Regions from separate parts of the Macaca mulatta genome. Here all the other regions are linked to region 2. The links are chromatin contacts, called in public Hi-C maps. All regions are on one chromosome and are shown on one strand. The core of a region is the stretch at or near the end of the contact, and the rest is flanking DNA. Distances in the headings are between cores, read along the strand shown.

The links. A called contact is a pair of places that touch in the nucleus more often than the background predicts.
Region 1: a Hi-C map of fetal cortex germinal zone shows a contact between it and region 2, with 5 times the contacts expected there. The contact joins the enhancer-like site here to the promoter of TMEM108 in region 2. A contact is called at or near these places in 4 of 14 Hi-C or Micro-C datasets (cortical neurons, fetal cortex germinal zone, fetal cortical plate and 1 more).
Region 3: a contact with region 2 is called in a Hi-C map of fetal cortex germinal zone, with 11 times the contacts expected there. The contact joins the promoter of NPHP3 here to the promoter of TMEM108 in region 2. A contact is called at or near these places in 2 of 14 Hi-C or Micro-C datasets (fetal cortex germinal zone and fetal cortical plate).

Annotation. Positions count from the first base shown.
Region 1 is chr2:36,444,823-36,448,918 of T2T-MMU8v2.0, reverse strand. All of the region lies in intron 3 of TMEM108 (transmembrane protein 108), which reads right to left. Among named protein-coding and RNA genes, the nearest start is that of BFSP2, 20 kb to the left of the region's middle. Within about 2 kb of position 2,503, at least 6 of the 40 cell types and tissues checked have an H3K27ac peak or open chromatin away from gene starts, as enhancers often do. A contact at or near this core is called in fetal cortex germinal zone, where this site is marked.
Region 2 is chr2:36,126,547-36,131,062 of T2T-MMU8v2.0, reverse strand. TMEM108 (transmembrane protein 108) reads right to left here and starts at 2,986. Exons shown (of 6, transcript NM_001265634.1): 1 at 2,890-2,986.
Region 3 is chr2:35,816,239-35,820,466 of T2T-MMU8v2.0, reverse strand. It overlaps NPHP3 (nephrocystin 3), which reads left to right and starts at 2,822. Exons shown (of 28, transcript XM_077991469.1): 1 at 2,822-3,240. The coding sequence starts at 2,848. LOC106997117 (a long non-coding RNA gene) reads right to left here and starts at 2,261. Exons shown (of 10, transcript XR_003727106.2): 1 at 1,855-2,261.

The sequences.
Region 1 (4,096 bases), core at 1,254-3,753, 320 kb before region 2:
CTTGGTTTTGTGGAAGACAAGTTTTCCATGGATTGGAGTTGGTGGCGGGGGGGTATGGTTTTGGGATGAAACTCTTCCACCTCAGATCAGCAGGCATTCAATTCTCATAAGGAGCACGCAACCCAGATCCATCGCTTGCATGTGCAGTTCACAACAGGGTTTGTGCTCCTATGAGAATCTAATGGTGCCGCTGATCTGACAGGAGGCAGAGCTCTGGCGGTAATGCTGGCTCACCGGCCTCTCACCTCCTGCGGTGCAGCCTGGTTCCTAACAGGCCACGGATTGGTACTGGTCTGTGGCCCAGTGGTGACCACACACCAACAGTACATTCTGTGTATTCGAGTCAAACCTAAAACCTGTTTACTGAACATCTGCCCTGGCCCAGGCTTTCATGCTTTAATCCATATGACCACTCGGTGGGGCATGAAATTGAGGTTTGGGGAGAATAGGCAACATGTGGGAAGTCACACAGGAGCAGAAGTATGTGAAACAAGGGTTGTCTTTAAAGTGCATGCTTATCCTGGTCAACCGCTATCAATGATGCAGAAGGAGGAAGAAGAGGACAGTATGTTGCATCCCAGAGGAACTAATGTGCTGTTATGCTCTGACCTGCTCAGGGTTATTCTGGGGCCCCTATCTTGCCCATGGCTTACCACCAGAGAGACAATCTATTCCTAGGGTAGTGGTGGTGACCTCCATGTTTTGATGGACATTCCCTTTCAAGCCTCTGTTTAGCTCACAAGGGTTAAGTGTTGTTAAGGACTGACTTATGCACCCCCAAAATCCCTATGTTGAATCCCTAACTCCCAGTACCTCGGAATGTGACTATATTTGGAGATGACGCCTTCAAAGAGGTAATTAAAGTAAAATGAGGCCAACAGAGTGGGCCCTAATTCGATCTGACTGGTGTCCTTCTTAAGAGGAGATTAGGACACACAGACATCTGGAGCACGTGTGCACAGAGGGATGACCATGTGAGAACACGGCAGCTAGAGGGCGCCATCTGCAAGCCAAGGAGAGAGGCCTCCCGGGACTCCAACCCTACTGGCACCTTGAGCTTGGACTTCCATCCTCCTCAACTGTGAGGAAATACATTTCTGTCTGTGGTACTGTGTTATGGAAGCCCTAGCAAACTAATATACATGCCTTATGTTAGAGATCCTCTGAAAAACGAGAGACAGAGACAGGGCTTTTGTGCAGGAAGTTTATACTGGAAAATGATCTGTGGGGTCAGCCGTGGGGGTCTGAGATGAGTGAAACAGGGAAAACCAATCTGAGGGCAGGTTATGAGCTGGTCCAGGTGGGCACCTCAAACTCACTGGGGACTTCGGTAGAGCTGACTAGGCTGCACCTCAAATTGTCTGCCTGAAAAGAACACTCACCCAGAGGCTCCCATATTCACTGATTAAGGGCTGTTCCTGGGGTGCTCATCGCTGCACTTCCTGACTGATGCCAGGTCTCCATTAGCTGGGTCAGAGAAACTCTGGGCCATGGGGCTCTCAGGTTCTGCCTGCACCCAGCTGGTGTTTGCTGCAACAGCTGGAGTTAAAATTAAGGGCCCGGGGAATCTCTGGGGCCAGGCACCAGATGTGTCAGATACAATAAAAGACCAGAGACCAAGGACACAGCAGTCTTTTGGAAGCAACACTGGCCGACCCCAGGGACTGGCCAGGTGGGAGAGGAGCCACCATGGCCTCTAGGAGAACTTTTGCAGCACTCCAGAGGCAGAGAGAGGGGTTAATACAGACTGGTCTTTAAAATACTCAGGGGAAAAAATTCCCGACTTTCCTGTTATTGGCACTCCAAGAACTTATATCCTCCTACCTGGGAAGCCTATGACTGGAATCCTTGGTGCTGTAAGATACACAGTCTAAGTAAATATGTTTGTCCTTGTTGTTGCTGCTGCCTATTTCCCCCACTCAGCTATCAGCATCCCCTGAAGTTGTTGCTCTCTCTAGAAGAACTGTAGAGTTACCTCTTAGCCCTTTCTTTGGACTTTAGAGTACATCCTTGGCACAATGAATGGATACTGCCACCCTAGGTGCCAAAGGATTTTTACCTGGAGGATGATGTTTAGATGTTACAGTGAGAGGGGATCTGGTGTTTCATCTAATCCAATCCCCTCATTTCACAGAGTGGGCAAGTGACTTGCCCAAGAACACATTGCTGGTTGGGGACACAGCCTGGACCACAACCATTATTTCAAAGTAACTTTTCATTTGTATAATAAAAATACCTACAATGTTGTGCTAGCCAAACACCACCTCCAACCTCTACTGTCACCTTCAATATGGAAATCAGATAAGCATTTACCTCTCTTCTTTGGCACAAAAGGTTAACAACTGAATGCTATGCATACTGTCACAATAAACATCTAAGGCCTTCAACCCAGGGCTTCCCTAACACATGCAAATTTTCATTCAAGGCCCTTTGTGCTGGACTACACACTCCCCCTCCCCACAATCTGGGGCTACTGCCTCTTTGCATATTATTTGCATGGATTTGCATAATGGACTCTAGAGGCTTTAATTCCAAATACGTAGTAGAGACTAAAGCTAAAACCTAGCTTGACATGCTTGAAATGTGGAACCGATTTTTAAAACGTGTCCGAATATGGACAAGTGTTGCAGGGTGGAATCTACATATTGATGGATGTCCAGATATCGCAAGAAGGTCTTCTCCTACTGAAAATTCCAATGCATACATGAGCTCAGGACCCAAGGGAAGGAAAGGCCCTCCTCCTTCTGTTTATTTGGTTGGCTGCCTGCAGTCCATATTGGGTATGACATTTGCATCTGGCAAAGGCAACAAGGGAATTGGTGAAAAGAGAAACGGCTAATATATACTATACACTGCTCAAAGGGCTAAGCCTGTACTGACACATTTAGTTCTCACACAACCTGATGAAGCAGGTATTATTAGCTCCCTGTTGCAACTGAGGAAAAGAAGCACAGAGAGGTACAGGAACTTGCCCATAGCTGGGGAATGGCAAGCTGCAATTTGTTCCTAGGCAGCTTGGCTGCAGAGTCTACACTCTTAACTACTTTCATTTATTGTTCTGCTCTACCCATCTCCCCAGGGTGCTCTGCCATTCAAAGGCAATGATTCACATCTTTGGAGAACTGATTTTCTATTGTTGGTCTCTTGACTTCTCTTCCGTCTTGTTTTTTTTCCTATCTCTATTCCAGGGCTCTGTATGACACATTTGGTGTTCTTTTAACAACCCAGTAAATTAACTTCATTTTGCAAGTAACTGGGGGAGCTTGTAGTACAATAAAAGGACTGGAAGCCCCTGATTTAATTCTCTCCTCTTCCCCAATCCTAACATCTCATACACTCCATCGTTTGGTGGAATAAAAATTATATATATAAAACCCACAAAATTATATATATATGTGTGTGTGTGTATATATATATATAAAACAAAAAATTATATATACACACACATATATACATACACATTTTTTCTTAAAATTGCTTATATACACACAAGGCATATTTGTTACACAGAAAATTCATAAAAATAGAATTTTGTCTTTTTTTTCATAATTTTAAGTTTCTTGTTTCTAAGTAGATCTTCCTTCCCCATTAAACTAGGTTTTCTACTGCAAGATATTTTGTGCACTGCTGTTTCAAACCCTTTTAACAGAGAATCACAGCAGTCTGAGAAATCTTCTGAACCATCCTGGACGCTTGATGTGATTTTAAATTGTGGCTACAAGTTCTCTGACATTCTTCCCACCAAGAGGTAGAGTCTGTTTCCCCTCCCCTTGAACCTAGGTAGGCCTTTGTGACTGCCTTGATGAATATAATGAGGCAGAAGTGGCACCCTACATCCCTTCTGAGGCCAGAGCCAAAATGCTCATGCAACTTTTACAGGTTTCTCTTGGGGGCTTTGGCCCACTGTAAGAACTCCAGCTCCCTGGAGGTGGCCACATAAAGAAACCTTGCAGAGAGCGACAGGAATGCCTGAGGAGCCCAAGCTGTCCCAGCCCCAGCCAGGCATGGGACATGAAAGTGAAGAGCTTGCAAGATGACCCTGGCCACTGCTGGACTGCAGTCACCCAAGAGATCCCAAATGAGAGCTGCCTAGCTG
Region 2 (4,516 bases), core at 1,737-4,236:
GTCTTTGAGAGCCCTTCTTTTCTCAAGCACATTACAAGCATAACTGATGCTTACAACCTGAGACACGTAACTACCACAGGAGCTTTCATCGTGTGAATGGTAGGTCCTCTGGAAGCCACATAAAGCCAGCCAGGCTAGCCAATGAGGCAGCTCTGCCTTGAAATGCCTCCTCAAGGATCCAAAAGCAGGCAGCAGAGCCCTACTGAATTAAACATTTCCTGGCTCTCCTCTTTCCCCAATGCTTCCCTATGAGATGATCTCACCCAGTGCCCCCACCTGTGGCACTGTTAGCCAGCTGTATCTTACAATATCTGTCCTAAGGAAGGTGCTCAGATCCCTCTCAATATGAAGGCTCTTATACTTACACAACGTGACACAGATCCTCCTCAAAGGACACTACTGCTTAGGCATGCAGGTCGGACTCTAATCTCTCTCATTCACTCTCTGTCCTTCCCGTCCCTGACCCAGGGGACAGAAACGACAGAAAGGAAAAGATTTTGTTGTTGCTTTGAAAGCAACACTAGTGGGCTTTTATTGAATCAGGGAATAAAACCTTGTCCTATAGGTCACTGAAGTATGTTGCTAGATGGACTAAGCCTGTCAATCTTTTTGTTATCCCCTGCATAACCTAATCAGTGTTTCCCAACCTTTTCAAAATCCCTGCCTCCCTTCCACAGGCCAAACAAACAATGCATACCCTCTGTGGTTTATGGAACAAAGATGAGTTTCTTTCCTCTGAAAATAGAAGTGCATACTATGCCACCTACCTTACCCTCAGCATTCTTTTCTCCCCTCTACTCCATGCCACTTAAAAAAAAAAAAAAATCTCTGGCCGGGCATGGTGGCTCACTCCTGTAATCCTAGCACTCTTAGAGGCTGAGGCAGGTGGATCACGAGGTCAGGAGTTCGAGACCAACCTGGCCAATCTGTTGAAACGCAGTCTTTACTAAAAAATACAAAAATTAGCAGGGCATGGTGCCGCACACCTGTAATCGCAGCTACTCGGGAGGCTGAGGCAGGAGAATTGTTCGAATCCAGGAGGTAGAGGTTACAGTGAGCCGAGATCGCACCACTGCACTCCAGCCTGGGTGACAGAGTGAGACTTTGTCTCTAAAAAAAAAAAGAAAACTCTGATAACGTTTTAAATTATTCCCACTAATTTGGTTTGTGTGACAGTCTATCAGGTGATAACCTATATTTCACTTTACTAGGGTCATTTGTGATATTCTGAATGAGCTTTGCAACAACTTGTTCTTTTACTTTCATTCATCTCAGAAAACCGACAAAAGTTGATTTGCTGTGGCTGATAAACCTGAATTTGATCCCCTTAACAAATTTAGGTGTTTCCTCTTAAAAAAAATATTTATCTTGCCTAGTAAACTGATTTATTAGCAAGTGTAGACATTTCACAGGCATGGGGTGTGTTTTAGAGGTTTGAAATCAGGTCGTTTCCTAAAGAAACATGATGTTGTACAGGAAATGTTAAGAGCTATAAAGGGCTTTGAAGGTATCAGGATGTCCCCAAGGGACAAGGTAGTGAGACCCTTGCCCATCTCATACCAGAAAGAGATCTGAATGAATTACATGGAAACTCCAGAACACAGTAATATCTTCATAATGAGTTAGTTGAACCATTTCTTACGGAGTCGATTACCAGGTGTATTCAACAAATCAAGAAGTTAACCCGTGGAAAATTGAAGGGACTTTTTATGTTTGCCTATGAGCTGTCTGGGAAAATGGAGGAGAGGCAGGGAATACCTTGCACAGCTCAACCTGCTCTTAAGTTCCTGGACACACCTTCCCCTTTTTAAAGTATGATTTAAAGGCAACAATCCATCTCCCCCGGACTCCCATACAAACCTCTTTTGGCAGCCAAATGGTCTTCATCAAGCACACACTTTTCAAAGAATTAAGGAGGTCTGAGTAGGTGTAGTTTAGACCCTGCCTTCCCTCTCCCCACAACCCAGTAACATGCTGAAAATAAGTAATTACCCTCCTGGGCACCCCCAGGAAAACCTGTTTACAGAAACTACAACTCTTCCTCTGAAAAAAAACCTTATCTTCTTAAGGAAGAATCTCAGTGTGATGGTCTGGTCTGCAGTTCACTGCAGGCATTTCCCTCCTCACCATTTACCAGTCATCAGTTACGCTGTATCTGAAATTCCTTTTTGTAGCCTCTCATTTAGACCGGCTCCACCGGTGCCCAACTGCTTAGAAAAAAAAAAGAAAAAAAATAGCCTCTGAACGAATCTCTGGATTCCTCCAGCAGGCTCAAAGCGTTCAATTTCGCTGAAACTCTGGGGTGAAAACCGCCAGGTCCAGCGGGCAGAGCAACCTCCCGGGCAGCACAGGGGTTCCGTTCCCGGCGAGGCCGCCCGCACCTAGGCAGGAGGGCTCTTCGCACAGCTGCGCTAGAAATTCGGTTTCGCTCGCGGCCGCGGGATTAGTTCGAGTCCCACGGGCTGGCCAAAGTGACACTACATTTCTTCTTCGTTCTCGCATGTGACAAGTCCCCCTGCATTAAAGCCGCCTCCTCCTCGGCCCCAATCCAGGTCCAGCGCCCCTGACGCCCGCGCCCCATCACCCGCACCCTCCACCTGGGGAGGGGGTTCATGCCAGCAACCCTCCGGGCGGGAAACAAAGGCGGAGGCAGGGCTGCCAGGTGGGCAACTACCCTCGGGCAGACCCGTCACCGCAGTGGGGAGGATGGGAAGGTGCCTGAGAGGATAGAAAAAGGGAAACCAAGGCAACTGGGACTGCATCCTCCCCGAAGCTGGGCTCCCGGGGCAAGCTGACCCCACACCTCCCCGCGCCCCGCCCAGCCCTGCCTAACCCGCTTGCCGGGACCCAGCATGGGAGGGACTGGGGGCCGCCCGCAGCGCCGCTTACCTCGGGAGAAGCGCTCCGGCTCCCTCCGACGGCTCAGGAGAAAGCCCCACCACTCGCGCACGCGCTCTCGCGCACTCGCGCCTTAGCCCCTCGGGCCCCCGCGCGCGCCTCTCCGACTGGGCTCTAGCCCGCCCCGGCCTTGTCCGTCAGCGTCTGCAACAGCCAATCCGGTCGCACAGAAGGCTCAGCTCCAGTCACGTGGTGAGACCAGCCAATCACCAAATTGCCCTCGGCAGCGCCCGCTCCGATGTCCCTGGGGGTTCGGTTGCTACCTAGCGGAGCGGGTGTGAGGCGGCATAAAGGGTTGAGTCTCTGTTTTGGGGGGCTGAGTGGCAGTCAGTTGATCAATTACCAGATCAATTGACTTCTCAAATTATAATATAAATAAGAATCACTTGACTATCTTGTTAAAATGCGGATTTTGATCCAGAAAGTCTGGGATGGGTACCTGAGATCCTGCATTTCTAATAAGCTCCTAGGTGGCGATGACGATGTTCTTGGTCGGAGGATCACGCTTTGAATTGCACCTGTCCGAAAGTAATGGCTGTAGCCCCAGTTCCAAGTAATTTGAAAGTTGCACCTTTCTTGTCCTTCCACTGATGAGAAGCATTCCTGTGACTGGCTACTTGGGTTGTCCTGGTTATGCTTACAGTTTGGGCACCAGCTGACGGAAGGTGTGTTTAATCCCCCCCCCCCCCCCCATAACCCACCCTTGGACTATGGAGCAGCAATCATGCCAACTTGGTGACTGGAGTGTGGAGCCGGAAGTGGAGACGGAATGGCCATGGAAGAGAACACTGTGTCTACGTTAATCCTAAAGGGTTGGGTGTGTATGTCTGAGTGGCGCGGTGCCAGACTCTTGGCCAGAGAAGTGTTATAAGTGGTCCCTGCTTCTCAAAATGTAACAGTCTGTTGTAGAACTACACAGGCTAGCTCAGAAAGAAGCATGTGTGGTAAACATCCAGGCAGCTAACGGTCACAGCACAAATTCAAGCATAAGCTAAAGAGGTTGTAAAATAATATGCTTTGGGGATCTTAAAAACTGTCCAAATATTCTTCTGTCAGTAATTCCAGAGTCAAGAAGTTAGGACTCCCACTGGCTCTGTCATCTTCTCTCAAATTTGACCTAAAGACTCAGTGTTTTCGGACTGGTCAGCTAGAACCTTTGTCGTTCAGCATAGCCAAGCTCTTATTACCCAATAGTGTACCGCCGTGGTTCAAGATTCTTAAGTGCTGAACTCTCCAAAACCTTCATCTCTCATCTCTTCAAACCAGGTGGTATAACCCTGCTTCAGCTTTTCTTTCTCGCTATTTATCAAGGTGATCAAACTATCTCTTAGAGAAAACTTCACCTTTGTCAGTGTGTCTTGGACTTCTCTGGCTTCTCGAGCCTGGTTAGACGGTAAAAGATTGTGGGGCCCTGTGCCTGGAGATTCTGATTGGGATGAGAAGTGGGGCTTGGACAGCTATAGGTTTAAAAAGTTCCACTGGCAATTTGATGTCCAGCCATGCTTGAGAACACTTGCAGAAGCTGCTAGATCGATAGACTCTTTTGTTAACAGGGAAAACTAAACTCTGCAACACACATCACTAATGACATACACACTCTCTAAACAGAAGAAAGTTT
Region 3 (4,228 bases), core at 1,573-4,072, 310 kb after region 2:
TGGTACTCTGGCTGGAAAGGTGGGCCCAGCTGAGGCTGTCACCTGGAATGCCTACGTATGACCTCTTAAGTTAGGCAGTCTCAGGTTAGTAAGTCTCTACATGGTGGCTCAACACTCCCGAGTGTTCCAAGACACAAGAAGTGGAAGTTGCCATTCTCTCAAGACCTGGCCTTGGAAACTGGCACAGTGTCATTTCTGCCACATTCCTCTGGTCCAAGTGGTCAGAGTTCACTCAGTTTCAAAGTGAGGAGTCATATACAGGCTTGCTTCATGGCCATGCAACCTCATGTGCAGTCGCGCAGGGCCCAAAACTCAAAAGCGCCCCATACTTGGCTTAATGCTCTGCTGTTGCCATCTTGAAAATATTTATAATTTTTGAATGAGGGGCATTACACATTCATTTTGCACTGGGTCCCACAAATTATGTAGCTGTCTTAGCTGTCTTTTCTATGAGAGGACTATTAAAAAAAATGTGGCCGTCTTTAGTAAGTTATAAGCCACCTGCCAAATATTTTATTCTCACTATATTTCTGTATTAAAAGTTATTCTTCCAGGCCGGGCGCGGTGGCTCAAGCCTGTAATCCCAGCACTCTGGGAGGCCGAGGCGGGCGGATCACGAGGTCAGGAGATCGAGACCATCCTGGCTAACACGGTGAAACCCCGTCTCTACTAAAAAAAATACAAAAAAAAAACTAGCCGGGCGAGGTGGCGGGCGCCTGTAGTCCCAGCTATTCGGGAGGCTGAGGCAGGAGAATGGCGTAAACCCGGGAGGCGGAGCTTGCAGTGAGCTGAGATCCGGCCACTGCACTCCAGCCCGGGCGACAGAGTGAGACTCCGTCTCAAAAAAAAAAAAAAAAAAAAAAAAAAGTTATTCTTCCAAAATGCAGACTGAAGTATGTGGGTTAAATTCAGCATGAAGAAGAAAAACAGATTATGAGGTTAGAAATAATGTCTTTTTTTTTTTTTTTTTTTTAAGACCGAGTCTCGCTCTGTCGCCCAGGCTGGAGTGCAGTGGCGCAATCTCCGCTCACTGCAAGCTCCGCCTTTCAGGCTCAGGCCATTCTGCCGCCTCAGCCTCCCGAGTAGCTGGGACTACAGGCGCCTGCCACCACGCCTGGCTAATTTTTTGTATTTTTAGTAGAGACGGATTTCACCGTGTTAGCCAGGAAGAAATAATGTCATTTTTTGAGGAATAAGAAATTTGGTCACTTTGGCATTGACCAATAGTAATCCAAGATCAGTACGCAAGTAGGGTGGAGAAATGTGGATTAGAGGCATGTCAGTGGACAGAAATGACGTGGGGGAAAGGAGAGATGCATTGTTTCAGAGCACTCAGTTCCAGACTAGAATCTGAATGTACTCTCCAAGCTGTAGGAAGTTCGCATAGTGAGTTTGGTTATTTGTTGGAGAGAATGGGTGATAGCTGGCTGTTTTATCTTATTACTCAAGCATAGTTATAGAAGTGTTCAGCCGAGGCCCATTCCAAAGGAGGTACTAAGATGCAAAAATGTTCAAAGTGTTTAGTCAGAAACCTAGTGGATGATCCTTAAACCCCTGATCCACAAGGAGAATTCAAAAATTAGGAGTTAGAGATCATAACGGATGTGAAAAGGTGGAAAGTTCTTAAGGTACTGTGATGGTGGAAATGTTTCCCTTTATCTCAGGAGACCACCTGAAGAAATTAGTATGTATACTCTGGATTTTGAAGAATGCAAAGGTCTGGCGTATGACTTCTTCCTGAAGAAAATCTAAAGGGTAAGAGAAAAGATGACTAGCCACTTTGATGGAGGGAATGAAGAAGAGATTGGTGGGCGGTCTCCAATGTCTCATGTTGCAATGAGTTAAAAAACTTACCTTGTCTAAGGATTGTCCCTGGTGGTTTCAGACCGTAAAATCTAAAAGCTCTTTCTTGGCTGGCATTATTCCTTGCTGGTCATTCTATCTACATGCAAACTAAGAGAGAGACATCGCGGGAAGCACATAGCAGGCACTCCATAAATTTTTCAGATTTCCCAACTGCTTCCAGAAAGGAGTTTCCGGTAAGGCACGGCGGCAGCGAAAGAAATAGCTGCAGCATTGGTGGAGCAGCTGGGACCCAGGCCTGTGCTCCCTGTAAGGCACGCCCGCCAGGGAGCCTCGAGCGGGGCGGAGACAACGGAGAGAAGCCCCGCGTCGGAGCACCACTCCAACAACATCCAGTCCGATGCTGGTCCTGCACAGTCGCCACTCGCCCCGTCCTTCCTGCGAGCCCCGCCCTTCTTGCTAGCCCGCCTCGCCCTTTTTGCTTTCTTGACCCACCCCGTTTGCCCTGCCCCGCCCATATACCCCGCCCCACTTGCCCGGCCCCTCTTGTTGTCCCGCCCCGTCCTGCCGCCCCGCCCCGTCCTGCCGCCCCGCCCCGTCCTGCCGCCCCGCCCCGTCCCGCCGCCCCGCCCCGTCCCGCCGCCCCGCCCCGTCCCGCTGCCCCGCCCCGTCCCGCTGCCCCGCCCCTCCGGTTGCCCCGCCCCATCCAGCACTCCCACACCGCCCCGTTCCTCTGCCCCGCCCCGTCCTGCTCCCCCGCCCCGTCCCGTTCTGCTGCCCCGCCGCGTCCTGCTGCCCCGCCCCTCTAGTTGCCCCGCCCCATCCTGTTCTCCCGCCTAGCCCCGTTCCGCTGCCTCGCCCAGTCCTGCTCTCGGGCCCCGCCCCGTTCCGCTGCCCAGCCCCGTCCTGCTTTCCAGCCCGGTCCCGCTCTTCAGCCCGGTCCTGCTCTCCAGCCTCGCTCCATCCCGCCGCCCCGCCCCGTCCCGCTCCGTTCAGCTGCTCAGCCCCGCCGGTACCCACTAGCTAGTGGCCGCCGCGGACACCATGGGGACCGCCTCGTCGCTCGTGAGCCCCGCGGGCGGGGAGGTGATCGAGGACACGTACGGGGCGGGCGGCGGCGAGGCTTGCGAGATCCCGGTGGAGGTGAAGCCCAAGGCCCGCCTGCTACGCAACTCGTTCCGCCGAGGCGCGGGGGCGGCGGCGGGGTCCGGGCCGGGGTCGCTTCCCCGCGGGGCAGGTGCGGGCGGGCTGCTGGGGGCCAGCTTCAAGTCCACCGGCTCGTCGGTGCCCGAGCTGGAGTACGCGGCGGCCGAGTACGAGCGGCTCAAGAAGGAGTACGAGATCTTCCGCGTCAGCAAGAACCAGGAGTTGTTGTCCATGGGCCGCCGCGAGGCCAAGCTGGACACAGAGAACAAGCGGCTGCGGGCCGAACTGCAGGTAACGCCGGGCCGGGCCGCGCCGCGCCGCGCCGCGACGCCGGGAGACCCCTGGGAAGCACGACCGTCCTCCTTCTCCAAACCAAGCGGCTTTGAAAGTTCGGCGGAAACTGCGTATTTTAATTTGAGAGGCCATATTCTCTTCGAGTCTGAAATGATTCCTTAATTCCCTCCCCTTTATCTGTCTCTTTTTTTGGAGACAGGGTCTCGCTGCGGTGGCACGATCGCGGCTCACTGCAGCCTGGAACTCCTGGCTCAACGATCCTCACGCCTTGGCCTCCTAAAGTTCTGGGATCACAGGAGTGAGCCACCGCGCCTGGCCCCCGCTTTTCTATTTCTGGTTTATTTATTCAGACACCTAGAAGAAATTAGCCATAAAGTGTCCTGAGGAGGCAAATGCCAATCTCCAGCTCCACTCCGGCCCCCGCGCCCACCCCCTCAGAAGGCTGGTGACATCTGTTGAAGCAACTCAACAAACTCTTCCTAGGAGTTTTATCCTCCCCCTCCCTATAAAAATTTTGCCTGGGGCTCCAAAGTGGGGCTCATGTGTCGGTTTCTTTGTGAAGTTTCATGGCTCTTGCATTGTAATGGTCTTGACATGAAATTTTCTGGAAGCCTCCTGATTCTCACCATCTTAACTGCTATGATTGAAAACCTTTTCTAGATGTAGTCAAATTTCCTTAGTCCATTTGATTAATTTACTCTAAAATTAATTATTGCATGCCCTCCATGTAGCAGGTCCATTATAATTCACTAAAATAGTATATAAAGCAGCCGGGCGTGGTGGCTCACACCTGTAATCCCAACAGTTTGCGAGGCCTAGGCGGGCGGATGACCTGAGGTCAGGAGTTCGAGATCAGCCTGGCCAACATGATGAAACTCCGTCTCTACTAAAAATACAAAAATTAGCTGCGCATGGTGGCAGGCGCCTGTAATCCCAGCTACTCGGGAGGCTGAGGCAGGAGAATGGCGTGAACTCAGGAGGCGGA